4 separate regions of the Mus musculus genome follow, and regions 1, 2 and 3 are each linked to region 4. A link is a contact called in public HiChIP or PLAC-seq data. All regions are on one chromosome and are shown on one strand. Each heading gives the region's core, a stretch centred on a gene start, on an enhancer-like site or on the middle of the called end of the contact. The rest is flanking DNA. Distances are from core to core; before and after follow the strand shown.

The links. HiChIP or PLAC-seq counts read pairs in DNA pulled down with a chosen protein or histone mark.
Region 1: a contact with region 4 is called in an H3K4me3 HiChIP or PLAC-seq map of pro-B cells, with 3 times the contacts expected there. The contact joins the promoter of Bbs12 here to the promoter of Ccna2 in region 4. A contact is called at or near these places in 7 of 39 promoter capture datasets (the C10 cell line, the HPC-7 cell line, cranial neural crest and 2 more), 1 of 484 Hi-C or Micro-C datasets (CD4 T cells), 9 of 115 datasets of contacts at active chromatin or transcription factors (the 230-238 cell line, embryonic stem cells, extraembryonic endoderm stem cells and 3 more) and 1 of 9 other capture datasets (liver).
Region 2: a contact with region 4 is called in an H3K4me3 HiChIP or PLAC-seq map of pro-B cells, with 5 times the contacts expected there. The contact joins the enhancer-like site here to the promoter of Ccna2 in region 4. A contact is called at or near these places in 7 of 39 promoter capture datasets (the C10 cell line, the HPC-7 cell line, cranial neural crest and 2 more), 2 of 15 datasets of contacts at CTCF or cohesin (embryonic stem cells and pro-B cells) and 5 of 115 datasets of contacts at active chromatin or transcription factors (the 230-238 cell line, embryonic stem cells, large pre-B cells and 1 more).
Region 3: a contact with region 4 is called in an H3K27ac HiChIP or PLAC-seq map of embryonic stem cells, with 3 times the contacts expected there. The contact joins the promoter of Fgf2 here to the promoter of Ccna2 in region 4. A contact is called at or near these places in 1 of 39 promoter capture datasets (embryonic stem cells), 1 of 115 datasets of contacts at active chromatin or transcription factors (embryonic stem cells) and 1 of 9 other capture datasets (adipose tissue).

Annotation. Positions count from the first base shown.
Region 1 is chr3:37,311,117-37,313,816 of GRCm38.p6, forward strand. Bbs12 (Bardet-Biedl syndrome 12 (human)) reads left to right here and starts at 1,438. Exons shown (of 2, transcript NM_001008502.2): 1 at 1,438-1,469. Cetn4 (centrin 4) reads right to left here and starts at 1,330. Exons shown (of 5, transcript NM_145825.2): 1 at 1,241-1,330. The coding sequence starts at 1,243.
Region 2 is chr3:37,279,426-37,282,125 of GRCm38.p6, forward strand. No RefSeq gene overlaps it. Among named protein-coding and RNA genes, the nearest start is that of Cetn4, 32 kb to the right of the region's middle. Within about 2 kb of position 1,281, at least 44 of the 459 cell types and tissues checked have an H3K27ac peak or open chromatin away from gene starts, as enhancers often do. A contact at or near this core is called in the HPC-7 cell line and pro-B cells, where this site is marked.
Region 3 is chr3:37,347,295-37,349,994 of GRCm38.p6, forward strand. It overlaps Fgf2 (fibroblast growth factor 2), which reads left to right and starts at 1,359. Exons shown (of 3, transcript NM_008006.2): 1 at 1,359-1,730. The coding sequence starts at 1,556. Fgf2os (a long non-coding RNA gene) reads right to left here and starts at 2,547. Exons shown (of 4, transcript XR_003954461.1): 1 at 2,355-2,547.
Region 4 is chr3:36,571,760-36,574,459 of GRCm38.p6, forward strand. Ccna2 (cyclin A2) reads right to left here and starts at 1,279. Exons shown (of 9, transcript NM_009828.3): 1 at 1,022-1,279; 2 at 1-544. The coding sequence starts at 64. It overlaps Bbs7 (Bardet-Biedl syndrome 7 (human)), which reads right to left. Exons shown (of 19, transcript NM_027810.3): 19 at 1,384-1,863. The coding sequence ends at 1,730.

The DNA of each region.
Region 1 (2,700 bases), core at 188-2,687, 740 kb after region 4:
GTTTGTTAAGTAGTCCTGTGCAAAGAAGTTAGATATCCTGGCAGCAAAGATCAAACTTGTCCCAAAGAACTCTACACCCCTAATCAGTAGGAAGTAGTTTAATGATAACGCCATTCCTTTCCCCTCTACTCTTTTTCTCTCTCTCCTATCTAGCATTAGAGGGTTTAAAGAGTAGGAAAGAGTGGAAGAGAAAAGAACCCACAAAGCAGCAAACAGCACAGGGGCATGCATACTAGAACACAATCATCCTGCACCACAAAAACACAAAAGTAAAAAACCCTGGTTATGGTGAACGTCTGCTCCACAGATACGCATGAGAATGTTTGACCAATTATGCGGATACACCCAACATGTGGAAGATGAAGGATCTGTCTGCTGTTTGCTTCTTTATGTCACCAAAGTAGGTCACAGAATCACTGTAGATTCTCCTCTCTGCAAGTGGAGTGGGGAAGCCCTGGAGGTGGCTGAGGATCTAAGTGGCCTATTGGCTGTGGTCACTTCGGATTCTTGGTTCTAGAGCTGCAGATTCTGATGAGTGGTCTTCTAGAGCCTAGGGCAGCCACCTGAGTCACCATTTTTTTTTTCAGCAAGAAGTCAGTGACCCTTTAAGTGGCCTGAGTTGATGAGCCTGAGTGGTCTTCTAGAGCCTAGGGCAGTCACCCGAGTCACCATTTTTTTCAGCAATAAGTCAGTGACCCTTTAGCTTTGAGTGGCCTGAGTGGTCTTCTAGAGCCTAGGGAAGTCACCTGAGTCATCATTTTTTTTTTTTTTTTTCAGCAAGAAGTCAGTGACCCTTTAGCTTTGAGTGGCCTGAGTTGATGAGCCCCTGGCCATCAGGATTGAGTCAGTGGGCCCCTTCCTCTCCGTGAAAGAATTGCTGGTCCCCTGATCATCAGTGGTTAGCTAGGTACCCCACTTCCAGTCAGCAGATGAGTTGGTGGCTCCCTGACCCTCAGTGGTTCCTGTTCCTTCAGCGGCTGAGTTGATGGCCCGCAGGATGTTGGTGGCCCGAGGTTGATGGCCTCTGCTATGCTCGCTTCCCTGTCTTGAAGTCTGTCTGCAGTGGTCTCCGTGCCCCAGGGTCGTATCTCTTTATCGCTGGGCCAACCCTCATAGACTGCAGGCGTTGGTGGATAAATGGAAAGGGAGACCCATCTCTGTTCTCCCTGGCTTAGCTACTAAAGATCCTGACACGGAAGGCAGTAAGCTGGGAAGAACACCAGGGTCCCACAGCACTCACCATATCCCCTCCCTGCGCCCCTGCCCGCGCCCGCGCAACAGCCGCTCTCCCCTCCGCGGCCCGCGTTTGCTCCCGACAGGCGGTTGCTATAGCAGCGCTCAGCGCGCAAGCCCGCCCACCAGCTTCCGTGATTGACGACCATTGCGCCCAATGGAAAGACAAGAGAGCTCTGACCGCGCTCAAGCAGGCGGGACTGGCTGGGTTCCGGCGCTGTGCAGATCCGCGCGTGGTGAGGAGGGTCGTGGACCCTAGGGGCAGGAAGCCAGGGAGGGTGGGGGCGAGTGCTCCGTCACGCGTGTCCCCAGACTCTTTACACACCGGGCCAACAGCCCTGCGGCCTTCCGGCCCAGAGCCGCCCGAGGGCGCGCGGCGGCATGGAGCCCGAGAGGTGGGTGGGTGGGGGCGTCCTTGCGGGGCGGGACGCCAGCCTGGGACCGAGGACGGCGTGGGCCTTCTCCTGGGCTGAAAACAGTGCAAAGCAATCTTTTCCTAGTGTGCTGAGTAAAACGTGGCGCATTCCCAAAGCCGCTGCCTCACGTCGCAGACACTCAGGTTGTAATCCTTAAATCTCCTTAGGTTCCTGGGGTAAGTTTGTCCTTATGGTAGAAGCCAGTTTTCCTGCCTTAAGTTTTCCCAATGGGAACTCAAAGGATGTAAAGTCATAATATTTTGTGAGTGAAGTAAAGTATTAAATCATTTACCTATAATCTATTGGTTTTTTTTCAAGGCACGTATCGCATCCGAAAAGTTACACTTGGACAGTTTTCAGAGTCATAATTAATACTAATTTTAAATAGATTTCTGAAACCCAGAAACGAATATTAGTCAGACAGATAGGCAGGCATTCCCGCGCTCATACACACAAACACACACACCGGGGTGGGGGGGGGGAGGAGAGGGGGGTGGAAGCTGCCTTTTAGACATTCCTGAATATCATTTGATCTGATGACTATCAAAAGGCTGCTAAACCTAAATAAATCTTACATCACCATGATTTAGGAATTTGGATGTTCTAGTGTTAGAGGTTATGGTTTATGATAGGTTAAAGATAGCTTAGGCAGTAGGTTCCTTGAAGAAGAACATTCCAGAAAGAGGGACACTTAGAAATACTGAGACAGGGAGCATGCTTTGCATAGTCTAAAAGCACAGAGAAGGCCTGAGCACAGCAGATGAGTCAGAAAGGAAGAAGTGTGGGTTTTCGTGCTGTGTGGGGACAAGGCCTTTATGTGAGTGAGTTAGGGAGACTTTGTAAGATTCTCAGTACAGAAGTGAAAGGATGTGACTCACTTTTATAGGAACTCCCTGTGCTAAACAGGAGTAAAGACTATTTTCTGAGAGGCTGCTAAGCAGTGGAGTGTTGTGGTTAGATTATAGTGTTAGGAGTAGACTGGAGAGGACACCAGACTTAGTTCTGAGGAGATGAAAATCCTAGTTATACCTATCAAAAAAACGCAGAGCTT
Region 2 (2,700 bases), core at 31-2,530, 710 kb after region 4:
AGATGCTCCGATCTATTCTCACAGACACAGATACTTTTACTGGACCTGCTCCTTCCTATCCACAGACCCTGGACAGCAAGGAAATAGCCAACTCTCCTAAGACTGGACCAACATCCCCATACTCATTTTCTTAGGCTTCCCAGAGACATGTCACCCCAAAGTCAGCAGGAAGTAGCTAAAGATCATGACAACCCTATTCCTGCTTCATCATCACCTCTTTCTAATATTTCCTTTTTTAAATTAAACCAAAATGGAGGAATGTTGGTATTCCTTCTAGGTACTACAGTTACCTGGCAACAGCTAGGTATTCTGGCTCACTCTAAAGGGGCCTGTCTGCCCCCTCCCCTCTCTCTCTCTCTCTCTCTCTCTCTCTCTCTCTCTCTCTCTCTCTCTCTCACACACACACACACACACACACACACACCCTTCTTTCCCCATTCCTCTCCCCCTCTCCCTCTCTCTCCACAGGTTCCTGACTGGCCTCTCCCCCCACCCCCAGTCTCTCCTCTCTTTCTCTCTCTGCCTTTCTCTCTCTCTACTCCCTCCTCAACTCCCCTCCCCATGCCCTAAATAGACTCTATTCCATACTATATCCATCATATGGCTGGTACCTCAGAGGAAAGGGATGTCTTAGCATGGGCGGGAAGATGCACCCCCTTCCACCTCACCATACTGCGCCTCTACCAAACATATCCCTAGCTTCCTTTTCTTTTTATAAAACACAAGTTGTTTTGTTTGTTTGTGGGTTTTGTTGTTGTTGTTGTTGTTGTTGTTTGGGTTTTGTTTTTTGTTTCTTAATTTCCCTTGATGCTCAAACAACACAAAGCTCAGAAATACCCACTGCCAGGAAGAAGGCTACAGAAGGCAGCTGGTGGTCCTGGTTTCCCAACAGGACTCTGAAGCCAGGCATCAACTGACTGTTGTGGCCCAAGCCACCACTGAGAGGAGGTCACACCAAACTGAGAGAGACCAGATCAGATAACTCAGTCTCAGATCTCAGAACAGGCAGGCTCCCAGGCAGCCAGATCTCAGAGGACACAAGCTACTCTGGTGCCTAGATGCCCATCTCTTCACCGTCATACCTCAGAGCATAGGAAAGCTTCCCAAGGGAGAAATCCTGAAGGTTGGGACATGTATCAAAGACAGAATCACCCAATGCAACTGCCAGAACTAGCTGAAGTTGTCATTTGTCTTGTATTTAAACAGACTGAGATTGAAGCCACAGGGATACTGAGTGGTTACTCATTCGTCCATGTGTCTAAACCTCCTGAGTTCCAGCAGAACCTGGGCCCATAGGATGGCAGCATCAGTGGCACAGGGCTGAAGCAGCTGCATGTTCTGTGCATGTAAGTGTAGACCCCTGTCACATAATTCTACCACCAATTAGGATTGTGTCATAATTTATTACTTTCTTTGCAAAATTAGAAAAACTAATCGGCAAGGCTTATAATTTCAAACATACTAAGTCCCCTTACACGTGTTTAATAAATGATTGAGTTTTCTATATTCTGTCTGTGTCTGTGTGTGGTATACACGTGTATAACATTATGTTTTCTAGTTCCTCTTTTTCTTACATTTCCTGTGTGCTGAGCTGGGGTATTTGGTTTTTTGAATGATGTAATGGGTTAACAAGATAATGTATCAGGAAGGAAATCTTTTAAGGTCCAAGGACCTCAACACTACCTTTTGTTTCGGTTTGATTAAACGGATGGAATTCCACGCAGTGGAAAGTTGTGCAGGTGGCTGCCCGGGAGCTCACACACCCTCCATGAGCAGTGATGGGAAGGCTCTGCGTGAAAGTGGCCGATGGTTCCTGGCATCTTACACTTGACCTGCACTTCCCTAGTGCCCTGAATCTTGACGTTCATGATCCAGCTTCGGTAACAATAAGAAAAAGTGATGTTTTCACTTTTGAAATTCTAATCATCAGAGAAAGGAGTGGGTGACTGCCTAGAAAAGCGACTCATACATTCCTTTGAAAGCAATTATTGCACGAACTTCTAGGGGCCATTGGGGCCTCCAATAACTGTGGGAGGAGGTTTTCTTTTCTGAATAAAAATGACTGCAAGTCGTGATCAGGGTTATTCTTCACTTTGTACATTAACACTAGGAAGATGACAACCATCAACCAAAACTTCAAGTGTAATATTTTGGAAAGTTTGGCATGGCCCAATTCTAGTTAAATTGAATTTTTTCTAATTAAAGATAAATATATTTTGAAATGACAGAATGCTTAGATGATAGTTTCCAATGAATTGTAATATTGAAATGAGAATTAATTAAAAAACGATAAGTTGTAAATTTAACATCCACTTTTAAAAAGAGGCACATGCCTTACCGATTTGACTAGTTTTTTTTTTTTTCTGACTAGCTGCATTTTGAAAATATACAGAACTGGAGAGGTTATTATCAATACAATGGGTATCTTAACATCACAGTAAGTTTGGGTGCATTTGTCAAGTAGAAGACAACCCGGCTTACTGGACAGGGCTCTGACTGTGTGCTAATGAATATTTGAGGTGTAATTCACTTGTCAATAAGACAGAGGACGATCACAGAAGAGTTTCTACCACCCAGTAAGAGGAGGAAAGTCAGTTTCCTGCGTTTAGCATGGGTCATGAATGTACACTGGGTTTCCCTTTGTCTTCTCTCCTCTAGGGAGGGAAGAGTGGTTTGTAGCTACAGAATCACTGGCTAGGC
Region 3 (2,700 bases), core at 109-2,608, 780 kb after region 4:
AGAGGTGGGGAGGCAGGACGGTTGCTCTCAGACCCCTTAGTCTTCTCTTACTGAGGATACAAAGCCCACATTTGAGAAGTGCCCACCATATACTTACAGGTCAGGGAGTTCCCATCTCTGAAGACAGAGACACAGAATCAGAACAACCAAGACTTACTAAGTTCCTCACACCAGTTTCTGCCCATTAGCTGGCACCCTCTTCAAAAACCATTCTCTACAATTAAACACATCCTCTTCCAACTTGACTGAAAACACACAGGTCTCTGTGTGGCTTTTAGGTCTTTATTTCCTTTCAAGGATTCCAGGTTTACATTAAATAAGTTAGTATCTTTTCATGTTAATTTGTCTCATGCTGTAAAGACTTTGGCTATGAACCTAGCAGGAGGCAAGAGGAAAACGAATATGCACACAACACACACTCCTCTGCTTGGTACACAACGGAGAAAAGGCTTGGTCTTCCAGCTTTGGAGAATTTGCTAACGCCCACCACACAGAGTGAAGACCTCTGAGAAGACTGAAGACGATAAGTAGATGCCCTTCAGGATGACCTACAGCTAACTCATAGTGACACTTCTAGAAGCTTCCCTAAATCTACATTTCTCCTCCCCCCCCCCGACCCCCCGCAGTGAGGTACTCCTGTGGTGTGTGACTCTTCAGAGCAGTTCTCTTGGTCACCCTCCTGGCCTTAACCCTTTCTGTCGCGGTGCCTCTCCGCAGAGCCTTGGAGCACAGAGCATTGATGTGTGCAGGTTTTCCAAATGGTAGTTTGGCAAACACCCTCACTGTAGAGGTGCACCCCCACAGGTAGGGGAGAAAAGCTATCTAGTTTCAGGACAGAGGTGCAGACAATCTATTGGGGTCAAGCCTATTGGGGTCGACTGAAAATTGCCAACTGCAATTAACTGCAATTTTGTGAGACTCGGTTCTTTCCAAGAAACATCTAACAACTGAGGCAGGGCAAGCGCCAGTTCTGGGCTCTTACGTGTTGAGGACTCAAGCGGTTTTCATCTTCCCACGCTGTCTCGGGCTGGGTGCCCAGAAAGGAAACCCAGGCACCCCATTGCAGGCCTCTGTCTCCCGCACCCTATCCTTACACAGCTTGTGCTCTACGGGACTGGAGATTTCCAAAGCCTGACTTGATCCCTCCCCAGTTCAGACCCTCTGTTAAAAGGCAGGAGCGGAGAAAGTTAGAAACTTGCATTTAAACTTTAGGAGCTGCGTCACCGCAGTCTCCTGGAGAAAGCTCTGCCTAGCGGGACAGATTCTTTGCAACTTGGAGGCGCCGGGCGTGGGGAGGAGGCGGCGCGCGGGGCGGGGGCGCACGGGGCCGGGGTGCAGGCGGGGACGCGGGGTGACGCGGCCCCGGGCCGTTGTACACTCAAGGGGCTCTCTCGGCTTCAGGAAGAGTCCGGCTGCACTGGGCTGGGAGCCCGGCGGGACACGGACTGGGAGGCTGGCAGCCCGCGGGCGAGCCGCGCTGGGGGGCCGAGGCCGGGGTCGGGGCCGGGGAGCCCCAAGAGCTGCCACAGCGGGGTCCCGGGGCCGCGGAAGGGCCATGGCTGCCAGCGGCATCACCTCGCTTCCCGCACTGCCGGAGGACGGCGGCGCCGCCTTCCCACCAGGCCACTTCAAGGACCCCAAGCGGCTCTACTGCAAGAACGGCGGCTTCTTCCTGCGCATCCATCCCGACGGCCGCGTGGATGGCGTCCGCGAGAAGAGCGACCCACACGGTGAGTTGCCACTTCCCACCCGCGTGCATGGTCTAGACCACACTGCTCCCTCGCCCCCGGGGACTTGGGACACTAAGACGCGGCCCCTAGGCACCGTGGACCCAGGGGTACAGGAAAGCAGCTTCATTCCTGTGTCCTCCTCAGGAATAGGGTCCCCGCACTGCACCTCTCCCCACCCAACCCCACCTCCGCCCCTGCCGCAACTCCAGGTGGGCTGGTCTCTCAGAGGCCACCTGTTGCATCCTGGATGCCAGGATGCTTGAGACAAGGGACCCGAGGCTCTTGGGGGTTGGAGGTAGGCGTGTCTCAACCAGGGCTCTGGAGCTCCTTGGCATCCTGCAGTCACCCACGGAAACAGAGGCAGGATGAAATGTTCTTCAGCTGAAACCCCCGCCCTTCAACTCTGACTTGGTGACAAACCACAGGGATGCGGCCCTTCCTCTCACAGCTATCACATTCTCCACCCACCCAGTGTCTCCAAGTTACTCCAAAGAGGAAAGCTAAGGGAGCCAAAACAGACAAGAGACTAGCAAACCAACCTGTGACTTCCTTAGTAAAGCAGGGCAGACCTTGTTTCAGTGTGAAGTGCAGATCCCTTGATAGCACTGAAGTGGGGGAACCTACCTTGCAGGTACCTTGAGGGCGAGATAAGAATTACAGCTTGGATTTTGTCATAGAAATATATCCAGTCATGGATATAGGTCGGGAAACAATCCTCTCCTAAATCAGTAGGCTCAACTTTAAGGGCTCCTAGACGTCACCTGCAGCGTTTGCTGTCACAGATTGGACCCAGCCTCCTGAGGCAGGGAGGAAACACCCGCCATTTCTGAGTTTCTATTCTAAATGCTTGTCTGGGGACCACACTTGAAGAGCCACTAGCTACAAAAGGCCCAAGTGGGCTGGCTATTTTAATGTCTCTAAGTATTGGAGGTGAGAGAGACCGCATGAGTGAGCTTGGTTAAAACATCTG
Region 4 (2,700 bases), core at 29-2,528:
CCTGATGCAGCGAGAGCAGGGCTGAGCCCGCATCGCGACCCGAATGCCTCGAGGTGCCCGGCATCGCGGCTCCGGTCCGGTTCTGTCGGCGGCAGAGCGTGCACAGCGCCCGCCGCTCCGGAGCAGCGCGGGACCCTGGCGGCCGACCCGCGGAGCAGAGGCTGCAGGCGGGAGGAGCGTAGAGCCCAGGAGCCGCGAGCTGCGCGCCGCCCGCCGGCTGCTGGTCTTGTAGTTCAAGTAGCCCGCGACTATTGAAATAAACCAATGAGGGCGTCCGGAGTCCGTGACGTCACCAGAAGCGCCGGTCGCCGCGAGCGAAGGCCCGACGGGAATCTTACAGGGCGGGAGCCTGAGGACGCGCCTGCGCAGAGGAGGGCGGGGCGGGCGGCCGCTTTCGGCCGATCTCTGCTGCTCAGTGGATCTGTAGCCTCATAGGATCCTGCCGGAGCCGCTGGGCGGTCCAGACAAGCCCTCGGGGCCTCGAGGTGTCGGCCTTCGCCTCAGCTAAGGGGTGAAGCGCCTTCTCCTGGTCGCTGGGTGGCGCCTAGGCAGGAGCGTATGGATCTGAATGACAAACTGCCCCGTCCTGGGTACACTACTCCTTTCTCTTTCTCTGTGATGCTGCCATACAACATAGGGAAACGCTGGAACTTTTACTGTTTACTATTGTTTCACCTCTCCTGTATATCATTTGTTTGTTGTTTGATTTTGAGGCAGGGTCTCATAATGCTGTCCCAATTGTCCTGTGACTCACTGATATCCGTTATCAGAGCTCACTGATCTGGGATTAAAGGCGTGTCTCTATGCCCCGCATTCCAGTAAACTACCCCACCCCCACCCCCAATTAAAGATGGGTTAATTTAAAATGCCAACATGAGCTATTGTTGATAACAAGTGGTGTACTACAAGAAATTCAGCTGTCCATTAATTTTGCTAATCCTTGGTTGTGACATCAGACCATGAAGTTCCACTGACCCAAATAGATATTACATTTAGAAATGAAGTGCATTGTGGTACATACCTTTAATCCCAGAGTTTCAGATCTCTGAATTCAAGTTAGTCCAAGTCAGCTATGTAGTGAGATGATGTCTCAAAAGTAGAAAAAAAGTGTTCATAAGAAAACCGGGCAGCCAGGAGGCGATGGCCAAGCCTTTTCCGGGCATCTCAGGAGGCAGAGGCAGGTGGATCTCTTGAGTGCAAGGCCAGCCTGGACTGCAGAGTTAGTTCCAGGTCAGCTACACAAAGAAATCCTGTCTTGAGAAACCCTGTCTCGAAAAACAAAACAAAACAAAAACCACAAAAAAAAAAAAAAAAACCAACCCAAACACACACACACAGAGAAATATATACAAAACCTAAATAAATATATAAAGACACAAGTATATTACCTTAAATGTTCACATTTAATAGTTAAGAATCATACATAAAATATAATAAAATGTAATCATTGTTTTCATAACTACCCTTTGAAAACAAAAGACAGCTTATTTGCTCTTATTTAATAGTATTCTAAAACTTTCAATGCAATATTCCCCTGAAATGAATGACTAAAAGATCTTCTTTTCCCCTCAAGTACACAATAAAAAGGACTTTCATGGGTACTCGTAGGGGGATGCTTAGAGGCCGTCACTCTTCTGATTACATGTGGGACGTCCATCTGAGGTGCCTCGGGTCTGATCAGGCTCTGCTTGCTTCTTCGGCTGTCCTGTTGGCCTACCTTGTTTATCTTTCATGCTGCATCGAAGAAAGAAATCAGTGTGTTCTGGTCGTAGCTGTCGAGAATCTCCAGGAGCATGGGTACTTTGGTTTTTACATTAGTGCCTTTGAACTTAAATTTATCTATAAAAAGATCAGTAATCATACCTACGAAGAAAAATATTATTTCTTGTTATTGATTAGTTCTTTTAACAATGCATGTGGCATTCTCTCACCACCTGAGACTCCATTATTCAACACATACAAGCCTGGAAGAGGTTGGTGTTTTTAAAAACAGATGTGTATGTGGAGAAGGTTTGAAGCAACTTTCAAGACATAAATATTTGATAACCTTCTAACAATGGGTTGCAACTGCTGACCTAGACAAGCCACTGGTCGCGATTCTGAATCTGTGTCGGTGCACCCTGCATCCCAGCGACTGACTGCTGCTGCATCAGGAAGAACGTCTGAACTGAAGCACTTCACCCATGGGCTTACTGGGTGCAGAGGTCTGGGAAATTACTGCACCTTTGAGTTTTCAAGATGTAACACAGAGACAACTCAAGTTGTCTATTATTTATACAAGACCCTTGAAAAAAAGTATATTTTAGGAAGAGAAAAAGAATATACCATTGATACTTTTTATATTGGTCCAATGAGACTGAGTGCTGATATCTGCTAACAAAATGGCAATGCTTTTACAATAAACAGGTGAATACTTGCACTCAGTGGGATTTAAAAAAAAAATAGAAAAAGCTTCGTGTCAGTTTAAATCAGGTTTTATCATGAAGTCAATCAGATTAAGACAATTTGCTGGTAAATGATTTACAAAGGTAAACTTTGGTTTTCAAAGCTGCTTCCTAGATTTTGGAATCACAGATGAGAGACGGTAGATCTGCAACACCATCATGTAAGGATATTTTAAGAGACCCTGTGCTTGCCGAATAGTGAACACTCAGATATCAGTACTGTTCATCTGTGAGAAAGTCTTGGGTGCATAATAAA